Regions from separate parts of the Mus musculus genome. Here region 1 is linked to region 2. A link is a contact called in public Hi-C data. All regions are on one chromosome and are shown on one strand. Each heading gives the region's core, a stretch centred on a gene start, on an enhancer-like site or on the middle of the called end of the contact. The rest is flanking DNA. Distances are from core to core; before and after follow the strand shown.

Region 1 (6,847 bases), core at 3,002-5,501, 290 kb before region 2:
CTGAGCCTCCTGAAAGCATTGTGAAGTATGCCTTTCCGGATTTAAGATAGTGGTTCATTCTCAGCTCCCTGCATAGGCAGGGTATACTGCAGGAGATGGGAGCTCAGAGGAATCTGCACTCCACTGCCCACTTAGAAGGAACTCCATCCTATGGAGATGTCTTTTCTGGTCATCAGTGATCAAGTGTATAACTGTCGTCCTGGTCCCTGCTCTTATGATATTTCCTTTGCAAATTATCTAAGGATTGATGCCACACCCCCGCAGCCAGCTGGATTGATGCCACACACCCCCAGACATCTTTTTTTCTTCAGTCAAGCTTTATTTTATTTATGCTTTCATTTCAGCATAATAAACTTGCGTCCACTCGGCAGCAGTGGCTCTTGCACGTAAGCATCTTTTGCTTGTATCTTGGATTGCAACACTTGCTCCAGGACAAAAGCTGAATGACCAGGAGAGGAATCTCAGTGGTGTGAGTGACAGGTGTCACAGGACACCCAGAGCACAACCCCTGCAGATGGTGTGCCGAAGTTCGGGCTGGAGGCTCTCTTTCCTTGGAGAAGCTTACTCAGAGCATAAGGAATACACCAACAGACATCAATCACTAAATAGGGTTGTTAAGCATGAATATTAATTAAATACATGAACAAAGAAACACTAAAACATTAATTCAGAGGCATGTATCAAGTCAGCTATGTAACATGGGGGAATATATACCTATGTAGCCCCCTAAAACATTGATTGGTACAGGATCCCAGGAAATTTGTTAAAAGCTATAAAGACTATTTGGACTTTGATTCATACCTACTACGTGCTGTGTAGTATCACAAAAGATGGACAAAAATATTTGTCACTATGATGATGCTGTCATAGGCATGAAAGTAGCCATGAAACAGTAACCATGGAAAATAGAAGTAAAGTTGCTTTCTATTTTTCATGCTTCCAAGGTATTATGCCAATGGGGATTTATATGTTGTGTCACATGTTCTACAGGAAAATAACTTCTTAAGTGATGGGCTCTTTCTCTTAGTTCTTTGAGACAGGGTCTTAAAAAGACAGTAGCCCAAGCTGGTCTTCAATGCTCTGGGTAATTTAGACTGGTCTTAGACTTGTAATCCTCCTGTCTCAGCCTTTTGAATGCTGGAATTACAGTTGTCTGCCACCTGCTTGCGTGGGACTTTCTCTTTTTATTCATTGCTCTCTTTCTCTCTCTCCTTTCTAGCCTAAGTGGTCATGTGACTACACACATGTGTTGGTATGCAGGTGGAGTTCAAAGGTCAATGTTGGGCATCTTTTTCCTATCCCTTTCCCCCTTATTTTTTGAAGTAGGGGTCTTTTGCTGAATCCAGTACTCACCAGTTCAGCAAAACTACCAGCACAGCCTACTCCAGGGACCCTTTTCTGCAGGATCGCAGGCAGGCACCCCCTCCCCCTGGCATTTTTCTATACGTATTGAAAATTTGCATGCTCCATGCTTTCCCAGATTAACCAGCAACCACAAATGAGATACGGTTAATGTGAAAACCCCCAGACCTTTGGTTTTGCTTCCATATACACGCTCTTCTGAGTATCTTGCCTAAAACAAAGCCACCACTCCCCTTCTCCACCTCCAGCACAAGAACACACAAACTTCTTCAGGAGAGCGCTCTGCGGCAGCTCTCAGGAATGTCTTCCGGGAAGACAGGGAGGGTAGCTGTCAGTTATCCCCAAGCATCCAGTCCGGAGGAGATCATCAGGGGGGCTGGGTTTCTGTGATAAGCTCAGGGGAGTGGTCCCAGAGTCAATGGCTCAGCCTGCTCCTAAAACTATCTAAGTCTTATGGTAGAGCTCCTTCACGATAGGTGAATGTTCTTACTCTCTGTCTCTCTCTCTTTGTCTGTCTCTCCCTCCCACTCACCCACCCACCCCCACTCCAAAAATTTTCGAGATGAAGCCTGAATGGGTGCAGACACTCTCACGTATGCTCAGGTAGCAGAGCACCTGGAACATGAAATTCCTTTCCACTATGAGTCACCGAGGCATTTCATCTTAAAATAACTAAGCACTAACATTTTGATGACAAGAAGAGGTCTTGAGTTTTCAAGTGGATGAGCTCTAGCCAATAGTGAGACTAAGGATAGGAGCGGTAAACACACTCAGGCTGCTTACAACTGAGGAAGCTTAACTCACAGTGTGAGTGTGTGGTGTATGCATGCATGTGTGTATGAGTGTGTGTGTGAGTGTGTGTATGTGTGTGAGTGTTTGTGTGTGAGTGCACGTGCGAGCATGTGGGTGCGCATATGTGAGAGTATGTGTGTGTGTGAATGTGTCTGTGTGTATGAGTGTAAATGTGTGTGTGTGTATATATGTGTGTCAGTGAGTGTATTTGTGTGAGTATGTGTATAGTGTGGATGTGTCTGTGTGTGTGACTGAGTCTGAGTGTATATTTGAGTGTGAATGTCTGTGTGCATGTGTGTGTGAGAGGGAGAGAGAGAGAGATAGAGACAGAGAGACAGACAAGAAAGAGAAAGAAGAACAAAGAGTGGTATCTTGACATCTTGAACGAGTCAGATAAACTACAAAGTGGCTGAGCCTCAGAGCCAAGCAGGTAGCCCAGTGAGTTCCCTTAGCAGCTGAACATGTGGGACATCAGTCTCCTGAGGCTCCACCTCTAATTGTGACACAGAGGGATTAGACCTACAGTTTCACTGGTCTTCATTCAGTTTCAACCCTTGGAGACATCTCCTGAAGTGGGCAGGCCTGGGTTGAGAAAGCTGCGGGATAAAAGAGCAAGCTTCAGGGAGAAAAATGCCAAGAAAAGAAGTTTATTAGGTGGGAATACGTTTACAATACAGCCTGGGACCTCGCTGTGGCCTGCATCTACAAGGGTGGTACTGTAATTAGGAGACATTTTAAAGGGAACACTCGCAGCCAGGAATAATATAATTCTAGTCTTTTCTCCAAGCTTCTTGGTGCCTATGCACTTGAACTTATTAAGCCCCACAGACTCCTTGAATGAGGTATAAATATCATTGTGTCCCTCAGGCAATAAAAGGAGCTATGGCCACAGAGAGTGCTACCTCTGGGCTCCAGAGTTACCCACCAGCTTAGGGGTCCTCCAGGGGTGGTCCCTGCTCCCCTGGTGGTCTGTCTGCATTGGGCATGGATTGGCCCCCTGGAGGAGTCAGGCTGCCTCAATAGCACCATGCTTGCTCGTGTTCCAGAAGGGATCGGTACTTCACTCATGCTCTGTGCCTTTTGATAGCTTGCCAGACTTTTCTCATTGTCATCCTTCTTGTGTCTATGACATTGTCCATGCCTACCCTGCTCCTCCCTTCTATGATACTAACTTACTGAAGGTGTTGGACAGCCTGCAGTTTCTCTGACCCTGACCAGGTAGTCTTTGTCTCCAAATTCCTCGATTCCCTGGTTCATCCCTGGGAACACCGTGCCTCGGGTTGGTCAAACATGCCTTTATTCAAAGTGTTAGCAGAGAAGCGACCACTTTTTTTTTTTTTTTTTTTACAGTAACAGTCATTTCTGACATCCAACAGGAAGTGTTGGTTGTTAAGATATCTTCCAGATTGTGCCTCTTGCTTGCCTAGGAAAAGAGTCTGAAATAAATTCATGACAAAGAGAGACATTATTTGTAGGTCGGGGTTTGTTATTCAGCATCAAGGCTTCAGTGTAGTGAGAAGGAAAGAGAATATTCTCAGGCCCACCCAAATAGTTTATTAACGTGCGTGGTCCTTTTCTTTTGTTAGTAGCTATTATTTCAAAGCCTCTTGAATATATACATACGGTCATATTTTAAAAATAGTAACTGTTTGCAAAATTTTATAATTTAAGTTGAAGCTTTAATCTCCTAGCTCAATTTTTCAGTGAACAAACACCCCATCACAACAACTGGGGATCCATGAAACATTTTTCACTCTTTCTTTTGGCTTATTTGTTTGACAATAAAATTTCACATCTGGCTGACAAATCCAGTGCCAAGTTTCATCTTAATGTAATTTTGAGCAGAAGAGCAGTTATGTTCAAGCAAGCAAGAAACTCCAGGCACTCTAATGGGACGACATGATGGCCTTTACACACAACTGCCACTAATCCGACAGGGTTGCTGTTTTGAGTGACTGGGATCTTGGAGTCCTGCTGCAGTCCAGCTTGCTGGAGAAGAATTGTTCTGAGTTCATTCTTCACTGGTTAAGATAATCATGTCTCATGCATCTTGCCTCCTAGTCTGCTGGTTAATACCGTCAATTTGATAAGATCTAGAATTACCTAGGAAACCAGGCTGTGCTGTGGACATACTTTGTGTTTGTAGGTGGAAGGACTCACCAAGGCTATGTGGGACACCATTCTGTGGTCTGAGACCCCAGGCCAAGTACAAAGGAGATAGCAAGGTGGGTATTGCCATTCGTCTCTCCCTGCTTCTAGACTGCAGACACACAGTGACAAACTGCCTCATGCTCTTCAAAGTCTCCACAACTTTCCTGACCCAGTGACCTGGATCTTCAAATTGTGAACCCAAATAAACCATTCCATCCCTAAATTGCTTTGTCAGGCATTTGTTTTACCACAGCAAGTAAGAAATTAACTGATACATAAGGCTATGAAAGGAAACCACCTATTTGTATCAAATGTTTGACTGCCACCATGCAGATCCCCTTTGGTAAGTGTTCCCAAATGCTTGGATATGAGAATAAAGCTAACCGTAGTTCAGTTCCATTGGTCAAACTCATCTTCCTTAAGAGCAACCCTACCCAGCCTCTGATACACTGCAATGAATTCTCTTCTGCTTCTCTTATCTTGGCACACCAGCAGTACTTTGCTCAAAACCCGGTGCAAATGTTCTGTAACCAACAGCTTCCCACACCCAAGTTTTCATGGCTCAAGTGTGATCACGATCTAGTGTTTCTTGCTTATATCTCACCCAAAATATGTTCCCAAAAGGCAGCCTGCTCTAACTCATGTGAGGCAGAGCTCAGGGGCTTCCTTCCTGTGGCTCTGTTATCTGTCTCCAGGGCCCTATGGACACCATAGGGAGGAGAGTGGGAACAGTGGGAGGCAAGTAGGGAGGAGCCTCCCCCATCACCTCTGCTAACATTTCATCAGTCCTAGGATCGAACTGCGCCATGGAGATGTCTGGGAACTGCAGCCCAGCCATCTGGCTGGGAGGAAGCGGATATGGGATAGTTGAGTCATGGTCTGCTGTCTGCTTCCTCAGCTGGAGCTGAATCTGACCATAGACTTGGTGTTCTGTCTTCCCCTCAGCCCCCAGCCTCAGAGGCTATAAAGGCCTCTAACACAGGTACTTGAATCACATCTGCCTTTAGTCCTGATCCTGCCTCCAGACAAGGGAACACATGAATTTTAGCCAGATGAGGAATTGTGTAGACATGGTTTACGAACCTTGGATCTCCTTATTGCAAGAACAGACGATGAAGAGGAACAGATACAGCCGGTAAGGTCATCTTTTGCAAAAGAAAAAAAAAGATTCTTGCCTTTTCTAATTATTAAAATAGCATGTGCTTATTGTAAAAGATTGGATGAAAATCTTTTAAGAGAAAAGATAAAGATTACCCATAATCCCCTTTCCTGAGAGATTCTAAAATTTTTCTGGCTTATATATGCAGATACTACTTACACGCACACCGTTTCAATTATTTTGTGTCTGCCAAACAGATTACCTTATCTAGTATACACCATTTTGGAATGTGCTTTTTCACTTGCAAAGATTATGTTATGAACATGCAAACATGTAAATAAGGATACTTTTGACCACATATTATTTAGTAGCATGTATGTGTGTGGGAACAGTCACACAATAATACATCATTTAGCTTAGCTGAATAAGCATAGACTTGAGAGTACCAGTGAGACCCAGAATTCTGTCTATTTTATTTCTCAGTTGTCCCCCAGAGTGGACTATATAGTGTTTTGTTCATGATAGAAGTTTAACAGTATTGTGGTTAAGCAGGCCATCAGAGTCAAATGTCCTCAGAGCCTGGTATGTCAACAAGTCACATGGGGACCCTGGTAGAACACAGATTACTATTCAGAATGTCTAGGCTGGCCTAGAGGTGGTGCCAGGCATCCAGAAGCTACTTCTGTCGCCTGAGTAGCGATTATCTAAACTAGTAATTCTCTACTGAGGAGATGTAAGGCCTTGGATGACATTGATCTTGGGAAATTTCTTTCTTTCTGTCTCTGTCTCTCTCTGACATAGTGAGTAGACTATACATATATGAATGTGTGCATGTACATGTGTGTGTTTATGCGTGTTTAGAGTTCCCAGCTGATTCTGTTTCTTTTGAGAACTCCAATTAAGACAGTGGACATCCTGTCCCTTCTAAGAAACTGACCTCCATGAAGCTGCCTGACCCTGTTCTTCTGGACTCCAGGTGTCTGTGTTTACGTGGGAGCAGGGTTCCAGCCTCTGCAGTTGCCCAAGCCGGGAGCACTTACAAACATGACATTAGCTAGACAATATTTGCTAAGCAAAGGAGCAATGTAAATAAGATTGGGGGGGGGAGTTCAAATATGAAAATGCTTGAGAACAAATTGTGTGCAAGCATCTTAAAATCATTCATTAGTACTTAGTAATTTAAAATTAATTGCAAATGTACTCTGTTGGGCCATGCTGTTTATATTTCCACATACACACATGTATATAAGCGCATATAAAGTAAGCAAACAGCTGCTTTTTAACCACTCTGTAATCCATGGGTTTTATTTATATCTCAGATACCCTCAGCACACCAGTTTTTGGACTCAAATGAAATGATACCACAATTACTGCCCATAGTCTGAAACCTCACCTCAGGTACTTCATGCTCCTCAAATACATAGGGGATTTTCAGAAGAGTGG
Region 2 (7,171 bases), core at 13-2,512:
GGAGACAAAACCAGAAAGCTATTTTTGTTCTTTAAGCCTGAACTAAAGTGAAAGACCAACTGGATAGCCTTTAAGGCAAAGCGCTTATGTAACTTTTGGTCCACACTGAGCACTTTTAAGAGAAAGCCTCCCGATTTAACTATGAGGACGTGTTCACCCCACACTAGGGACCCTTCTAACACTTAGGCAACTAATGTAAAAGGTACTATCCACAAACCTTTAAGTATTAAATCACGGCTCAAAGGCTGACCTCTTCCAACACCTGTGCTTAGATGGCTTCATGACTGACTGAAATAGTCGGGCTTCCTGGCACATGGCAACCTTTCCATGAATGGTTGGGGAGCGAGAGGAGGAAAGGCTGAATTTCCCAATAATCGGTCCTTGGAAAAAATGCTCGCTGGCAGCCTTCGCGGCACGTGGCACTGGCACCACAGCACCACTTTAGCTGTAGTGAGCATACCTAGATGATTGCAGCTTGCATATTTCCGTGCTACCCAAGCAGAGCTGGAATGTGTGGCTCCGATTCATCTTCCAGCTGGAAGTGTCACAGAAGCGCGGCGGGGGGGGGGGGGGGGAAGGGGGGCTTCCAGCTTTTATGTATTGCATACTGCCTCTGCTTGGCCGAAGCTCCAGCCTCACGGTTTTATACATCACTTCGATTGTGTTGGGAGCTCATTGTAAGTAAGTCAGAGGGAGCCGAATCAATACCCACAGAATATCTCCGGCAACAGAAAGGCTGCTCTTGCTGCCCTGTGTGGCTTTACTGTCCCAGGAGGATCACAGGACCAGCAACTGGTAAAAGATGAGGAGAGGTTAAGAGGTAAGGTTTTAGAGACACTGGCATGATGACGCACAATGACATTAAGGGCCCTTGCCTGTTCCAGATAATCCCTCACCTATCTACTGAAAGGACCCTGGATGAAGAACTTATGAACCTGAAACTTTCCCCAAAGCAATGTGCATTTTATTCCGGAAGGCAGGAATCTGTCAGTTATCCAAATAGACATTAATTCCATTCATGAGGGTTGAGTCCTCCAGACCTGACACTCATACCAGGTAGTTCCCCTTCTCGTCTGAGCTCTCCATTCTGACAGGCCGCCTCACCTGGGACTAACTACCCTCTCAGATGTTTAAACGAAAGGTTCTATAAATAAGTAGTTCTCAAGTTTTAAGATATGTATCATTTTGAGTAGCATCACAGAATGTCACACCATCCTACTCCGCCCCGTCGGCCGCATGAGTCACATCTCATCCGAAGTCGAGAAACAGAGAGGTGAGTGCTCGTGTTCCGCTTCCCCGTGGATGGCGCTGCCCACATTGGAAGTGGGTGTTTCCACCTCCATTAATGCAGACTAGAAAAATGCCTCACAGATATGCCAAAGGTTTGTCTCCTAAGCGATCCGAGAGCTTGGAAAGTAGGAAATCAGTATTACCCATTACAATTGAAGAAGGAGTGTCAGTTCTAGGGCATTCTATTAAACTCTGGCAATTGACCAGGAAGGCACAACAAAATCATGAATATGTCAAGCTCAAGTAAGGATAGCGTTGACCCTACACATTCAAGGAGTGTCACCTTTCCTAAGAGGCTGGAGAAGCAGCAACCCCACATTGAGCTCCACACTGTAGTCAAACACAGGGAAAGTGACATCCCTACACAGACACCAAACCTGAGGTTCTTTATGTTTTCCATGGCTCATCAAACCTGTCTGTCTCTGACTCTTTCAGAATGTCAGCCGGTAATATAGAAATACTGAAAGTCCCCAAAATAGAGCCAAGCTGCTATTTGGAAGTAATATCTATCTTTGAGCCCTTCCCTAGGCTAAGCTGGCAAAGAGACGATAGTAATGACTGGATGGTCTTTCCGTAGAGCCCAGCCAGGGCGTGTGCATGGCACTTTGCCGACACCTTAGGCATGGCTTCAAGCAGCTTTGAAGCAGTAGAGCATTTCTGGGACAAGTGCTGCTTCTAGAAGATGAGACTTCTCCAACAAAACACATGCAGGCTCCTTTCTAGGAGGTTTGTCCAGAAAATCTCCTAGGCAAGTCAGGAGTATCTTAAACTGACAGGTGCTATTTATAGCCACAAGCCTTTTACCTGGCCCTAGGTCCTCCATCTTGACGTGTTTCCCATATAAATTGCTTTTCTCTTCATTCCTACACCTGCACCAATAACATAAAGATGCTCTTCAACAGAGAAATAACGCCCATGAAATTCAGCTAGAAAGTAGCATGCAAATGTAAGACATCATCGTGTTCATAGAAGACAGTTTTGCAGGGTAAAGTGTAAACTAAATAAATAGTGCTGTGTTCCAAGAGGCAAGACAGGAATTCTTTCTCATGTCTTAAGACGAAGAACTTTCAGTTGTCTTCTAAACAATGTTTATTACCATAAAAAGGGCCTGTAAATTAGCCTTCCAAACAGTCCTATTTATCCCGTGAAAATCCAGGCAGTGAAGCTGGAATCGATGAGCCCCCTTCCTGCCTCTGTGGCATTCTTCCCTTCTTTTCCCAATACTGTCAACAAAAGCGAACTGTCCAGCTGCTGGCAAGAAAACAAGCAGACTGAGAGAGCCAAGTCCTCTGAGAGAGCCTCCACTTTCTCACCTCCACCACCCCCAGTCCCACCTCCACAACCACCCCCTGAAGTGCCATGTCCTCAGACAGAACCCCCACCTTCACCCCTACATCCACTCTCTACATCCATTCCCCTCGCCTCCGGGAATCCCAGAGACTTCCGTTGCTTGCATGACATTTTCCTGTAATCATCAATTTTCATCCATTCCTACGCCATCCTTTTGTAACCCAAGTAAGGAAGAAAAAAAAGTTTATAAACATCCATGCTTCTATGGCTCCAAAGCAATTAGCAGTTCCATGAAGGCATGTAGGCAGCTTGCATTAAAGCATAACCAGGGGTCGGTGGTAGAAAGACAGAGGCGCAGGAGGAATTTTCTGGATAATAACGTGAGCGCTGCTGCAAAGCTCAGCGGCTCTAAGCTCCTGGCTTTTGGGGTAGAATTTGCACTGAGTCCACAACACAGACATCTCAGTCCTCAAAGTCCCCCTCGATGATCTTGTTAGGCTCTACCTATAAGATCAAGAACCAAATCACAGACTAGCCAGTATCAGTTTTCAAAAGCTCTCTTTAAAAAGAAAGAAAGAAAGAAAGAAAGAAAGAAAGAAAGAAAGAAAGAAAGAAAGAAAGAAAGAAAGAAAGAAAGAGCGGGGGGGGGGCGCTGATGGGTGATGCAGGACATTTTTGTAAATGGAAAATATTACATATACAGAGTCTGAGGCAATCCAAGACGTTTTAAACCAGAAAGCAGATGGAATACAAGCAATATAAATTAGTGTAACTGTATTTTGCTAACTGCACAGAGATTCTCACTCCAAACCAAACTTCTTCTCTCCAGCCTGTTGATTGCGTTATCTAATTGTTTTCCATTGACACTGCGTAGAATTTGGAGAAATGTTTGGAGTTAAAAATCAGAATCGAAAGGTCTAGGGAACACCAAACCCGGGGCCAAACCACCCACAGAGTACGGAACTAGGGAAAGAAGCACAGGAAATGCACAGAGTTGCTTCCATTGAAAAGCAATAATCATGCATGTGTTACATAAGCCAATTAGCAGAAATTACGTGTGTGGCGATGCCTAAGGAATGTCCTGCAATTAGGAGGCATATTAAGTACCAGATAGAAAGGTAAAATACTTTACCCTCAGTCCTTCCTGTCTTTGACCCAAACATGACCTCAGGCCTGTTCCTCAGCTTTTTAAAGCTTCCCATGCTGTAAGAGGCTGGCAGGTTCTTGGCCTTCAGTTGTCAAAAGTCAGAACCATTTTTAATCTTAACCCTGTCTACCCTCGGCTTCGGGAAAATTTGTCTAAATTAGCCTGATCGAGAAAATCAACTCAGCCACATGAGAAACTAAGCAGCCAGCTTAGGAAGGAGGACAGGAGGCTAGCACACTTCTTTTCAGCTCTGAGAGACAGAATCTGACGGTGACTTGTGAATCTGCCCCTTCTCTGTGCAAATGCTGAATGTGAGTTTGAGTGTGAGTGTGGTAGGGTCAGCAGGCTGTTGGTGGCTACATAGCCTGGAAACCACCCTCAGGGACATACCATACTCAACTCACACAGCTTACTCCCTGTCCTCTGGGACAGATAGACTTTGATTGCACAAGGAATCCATTCAGTGTCCCAAATTAGCCCTAGCTTGGGGCTTCTGGGATATGCCGGTTAGAGTCTGGGTGGGGATAATGGGATATAGATTCCCCCTCTGGATGCTGTCTCTCCTCCTGACCACATAAACACACATCAGCACAAGACTGCATATTTAGAACAACGCATAACACAGGTGTTTGCTGGATCCTTATGTTTTTCAGACAAAATATCCCTTCTCTCTTCCTCAAAGATGTCTTCATGCCCCCGGCCCGGGTTCAGATCTTCTGCCATATGCCACTAACAGGTAGAGAGGCTCGGGAAGGAATTTGCATCTGGAAGAACATTAATTTTGCGGGAAAGCAGAGGATGACAGCAGATATGGCAGAGACTTCTTCAAACGACAGGCGTCTGTTCCCTATAGCACTTGCACACATACTTACTGAACAGCATGAAGCAGAGTTGATGAGGCTGAGGCTGCAAAGATTACCGGAGTGGCCAGGAAAGATGCTTTGCATACCGGACACAGGAGGGCAGGCCCCTTCAGTATGAGTGACAGCTCAGTAAAATGAAGCTGACCTTGCTGACTCTGGGGTAGTTTAGCACCTGTGCCCTGATGTCATGGGAGAGGAAGAGAAGGATTAAAATTCCCCATCCCCAAGCTGGTGTGATGGCTCACCCTTTTAATCCCAGCACAGGCAGAAGCAGGGCTGTCTTTGAATTCAAAGCCAGCCTGGTCTACAACGCAAGTTCCAAGACTGCCAGGGCTACATAGAGAAAAACCTGTCTCAATAATAATAATAATAATAATAAAATAAATAATATAAGTGTCTTTGTGAAGTAAAGCTGTTATCCTTATCCATCCCCACAGAGCACTGAGAAAGAATATAAAGACTGTTCTCTCAGAATTCTACGGAAAAAAAAAAGCCAGCACACACCCAGCATGCTATCCACATGCAAGCACTCAGTCTGTACCAGGCAAGTGCAGAGATGTGGGCTGATCTCCACTCATAAGCCCCAATAATAACATGCTGCAGCAATTTATGAATCTCATTGAGGATTTATACTCATGCCCCCTGGGCATCTGCGCTCCCAGACTCAACTCATTTCTGAGCAGATTTTTTTTCAGGATGGAAGAAAGGGACCACAAGCTCTTCCAGGGTGACTGGAAGGCTTCAGACACCTCAGATGGCTGCGATCACCCTCACCATGACAAACTGCGTGTGTAGCTAAGGAAGTGAAGCTGAGGGGGAGGATCTCCTCGAGCCCACCAGGTCAAGAGCAGCCTAAGCAACATAGGGACACGCAGTCCTACGAAAGGAGGGGAGTGACCGTCACTCCAGAGAAAGCGATGTAGGAAATTTAGACTAAGCCCATTAGGGAAGATTTGTAAACTGCACTTCCTATAAAGTTTATGGGGTGAGGGGGCAGAAGAATAGTGGGGTGAGAAAGAGAGTAAGCCATATAACATTTACACACCTCAGAGGGACAGCCTAAGGAAATGGCTAACAATACTGATCGCTAGTCACTTAACACACCTAGAGCGCATTGGAAGGAGCACAGATTCGTTAACCTCACACAGCCTGCTTCTTAAACTATACGATTAAGAGCTGTGCTAAAGGGGTCAGAAGAAAACGTCATGCTTTGTCATTTTATAGTGTTAAGCAAAGACAGGAAAGACAGAGAAGGAGTGAGGGAGGGAAGGAGGAAGGGAGGGAGAAAAACTGGAAGACCCAATAAGTCCATATTTAAATTGCCGCTTATGTAACAGGAGCCTGTGAACTGCACAGAGTTTAATTGAAGGAAGAGTAACTGTAGGGGAATTTCTTGGAGAGCCTCCAGAAGGGTTTTAACAGCTGGAAGTTGAAAAGTGATTAATTTTGACAGCAATAAAAGCCTCATGTTCATACATAATTATGCTTAGATTTGTAGGCTGCTGGGATATTTTTTCTATGCACCATTAACCTTTTGCTGTCCAAATTGGAATTTAGATTCTTTAAATGAGTCCCTACTTACAAAGTGAACCGTAATTTGCCTCCAATGACTTTGACTCATGTCATGACAAGAAATAGTTTGGGGGAGAAGTTTTAAACTGGTGGGTGTGGGGGGTCCATTCATACACTCTGAGTATCTGAGAAACTTAATGCAAATTAAGTCATTTCATTTTGTCTCATGAGGAAGTGAGAACTGCAAAGGGTATCAGAAGAAACAGAAAAAGATATCAAACCGTTAGATGAACTGTATCCTACATAGCTCAGCTGAATTCCTAGTAATGTGAAGTGGCATAAACTCAGAGAGCATTAGCATGATGAAGAACTGAACAGAGTTCGTCAACAGAGCACTTACCCAGCATGCACAAGCCCACTGCTTCAGTTCACAGCATCAAGGAAAAGGTTTGAAAATATTAAGGAAGCAATGAATTCAACTGAGTTCTAGAACTGGTGGTGTGGCTAGTCAGCCATTACAGCTTGGACACCTGGGATAACCCTTCCATGGCTTCTCCACTCCTTTGCGTAAAAGGTTGGAAGAGATAATTTAGAAAATCTCCCCTCCTTTTAAAGCTACTTGCTTCTGTCGCTATATGATTAGCCACGTTCTGAAATGGTTCTCGCTGGGTTACTGAGATTATTCTGGTATCAACCAGTTTGACAAACAGGATAAAGTTTTATGAATACAAAATGTCAATGAAACAGTTTGAAATAATATTTAATAATAATAGCATGCTATAAAGTACAATTTAAAAACTTTACACGTATATGGCATATACCCATATATTTATAGTACTTATATGGAAATCCTTATAACCAATCTGTGAGGTAGGATTGGTTTATATCATCATCAACATCACCACTATCACCATCACCATCATCACCACCACCACCACCACCATCACACACAAGTCCACAGCATCAAGAAAAAGAAAGGTTTGGATATTGAGAATATTAAGGAAGCATTGAATTCAACCAAGTTTTAGAACCATCATCATCATCATTTTGCTGAAGCTGAAGCAAGAAA

The links. Hi-C and Micro-C count contacts between places; a contact is called where the count stands out from the background.
Region 1: a Hi-C map of cerebral cortex shows a contact between it and region 2, with 2.6 times the contacts expected there. The contact joins two enhancer-like sites. A contact is called at or near these places in 2 of 484 Hi-C or Micro-C datasets (cerebral cortex and myocytes), 3 of 115 datasets of contacts at active chromatin or transcription factors (extraembryonic endoderm stem cells, fibro-adipogenic progenitors and pancreatic cancer cells) and 1 of 9 other capture datasets (embryonic stem cells).

Annotation. Positions count from the first base shown.
Region 1 is chr13:97,777,070-97,783,916 of GRCm38.p6, reverse strand. No RefSeq gene overlaps it. Among named protein-coding and RNA genes, the nearest start is that of Rps18-ps4, 29 kb to the right of the region's middle. Within about 2 kb of position 4,251, at least 23 of the 459 cell types and tissues checked have an H3K27ac peak or open chromatin away from gene starts, as enhancers often do. A contact at or near this core is called in cerebral cortex, where this site is marked.
Region 2 is chr13:97,486,777-97,493,947 of GRCm38.p6, reverse strand. The region is part of intron 1 of Lncenc1 (long non-coding RNA, embryonic stem cells expressed 1); the gene reads right to left. Among named protein-coding and RNA genes, the nearest start is that of Gm41030, 37 kb to the left of the region's middle. Within about 2 kb of position 1,262, at least 9 of the 459 cell types and tissues checked have an H3K27ac peak or open chromatin away from gene starts, as enhancers often do. A contact at or near this core is called in cerebral cortex, where this site is marked.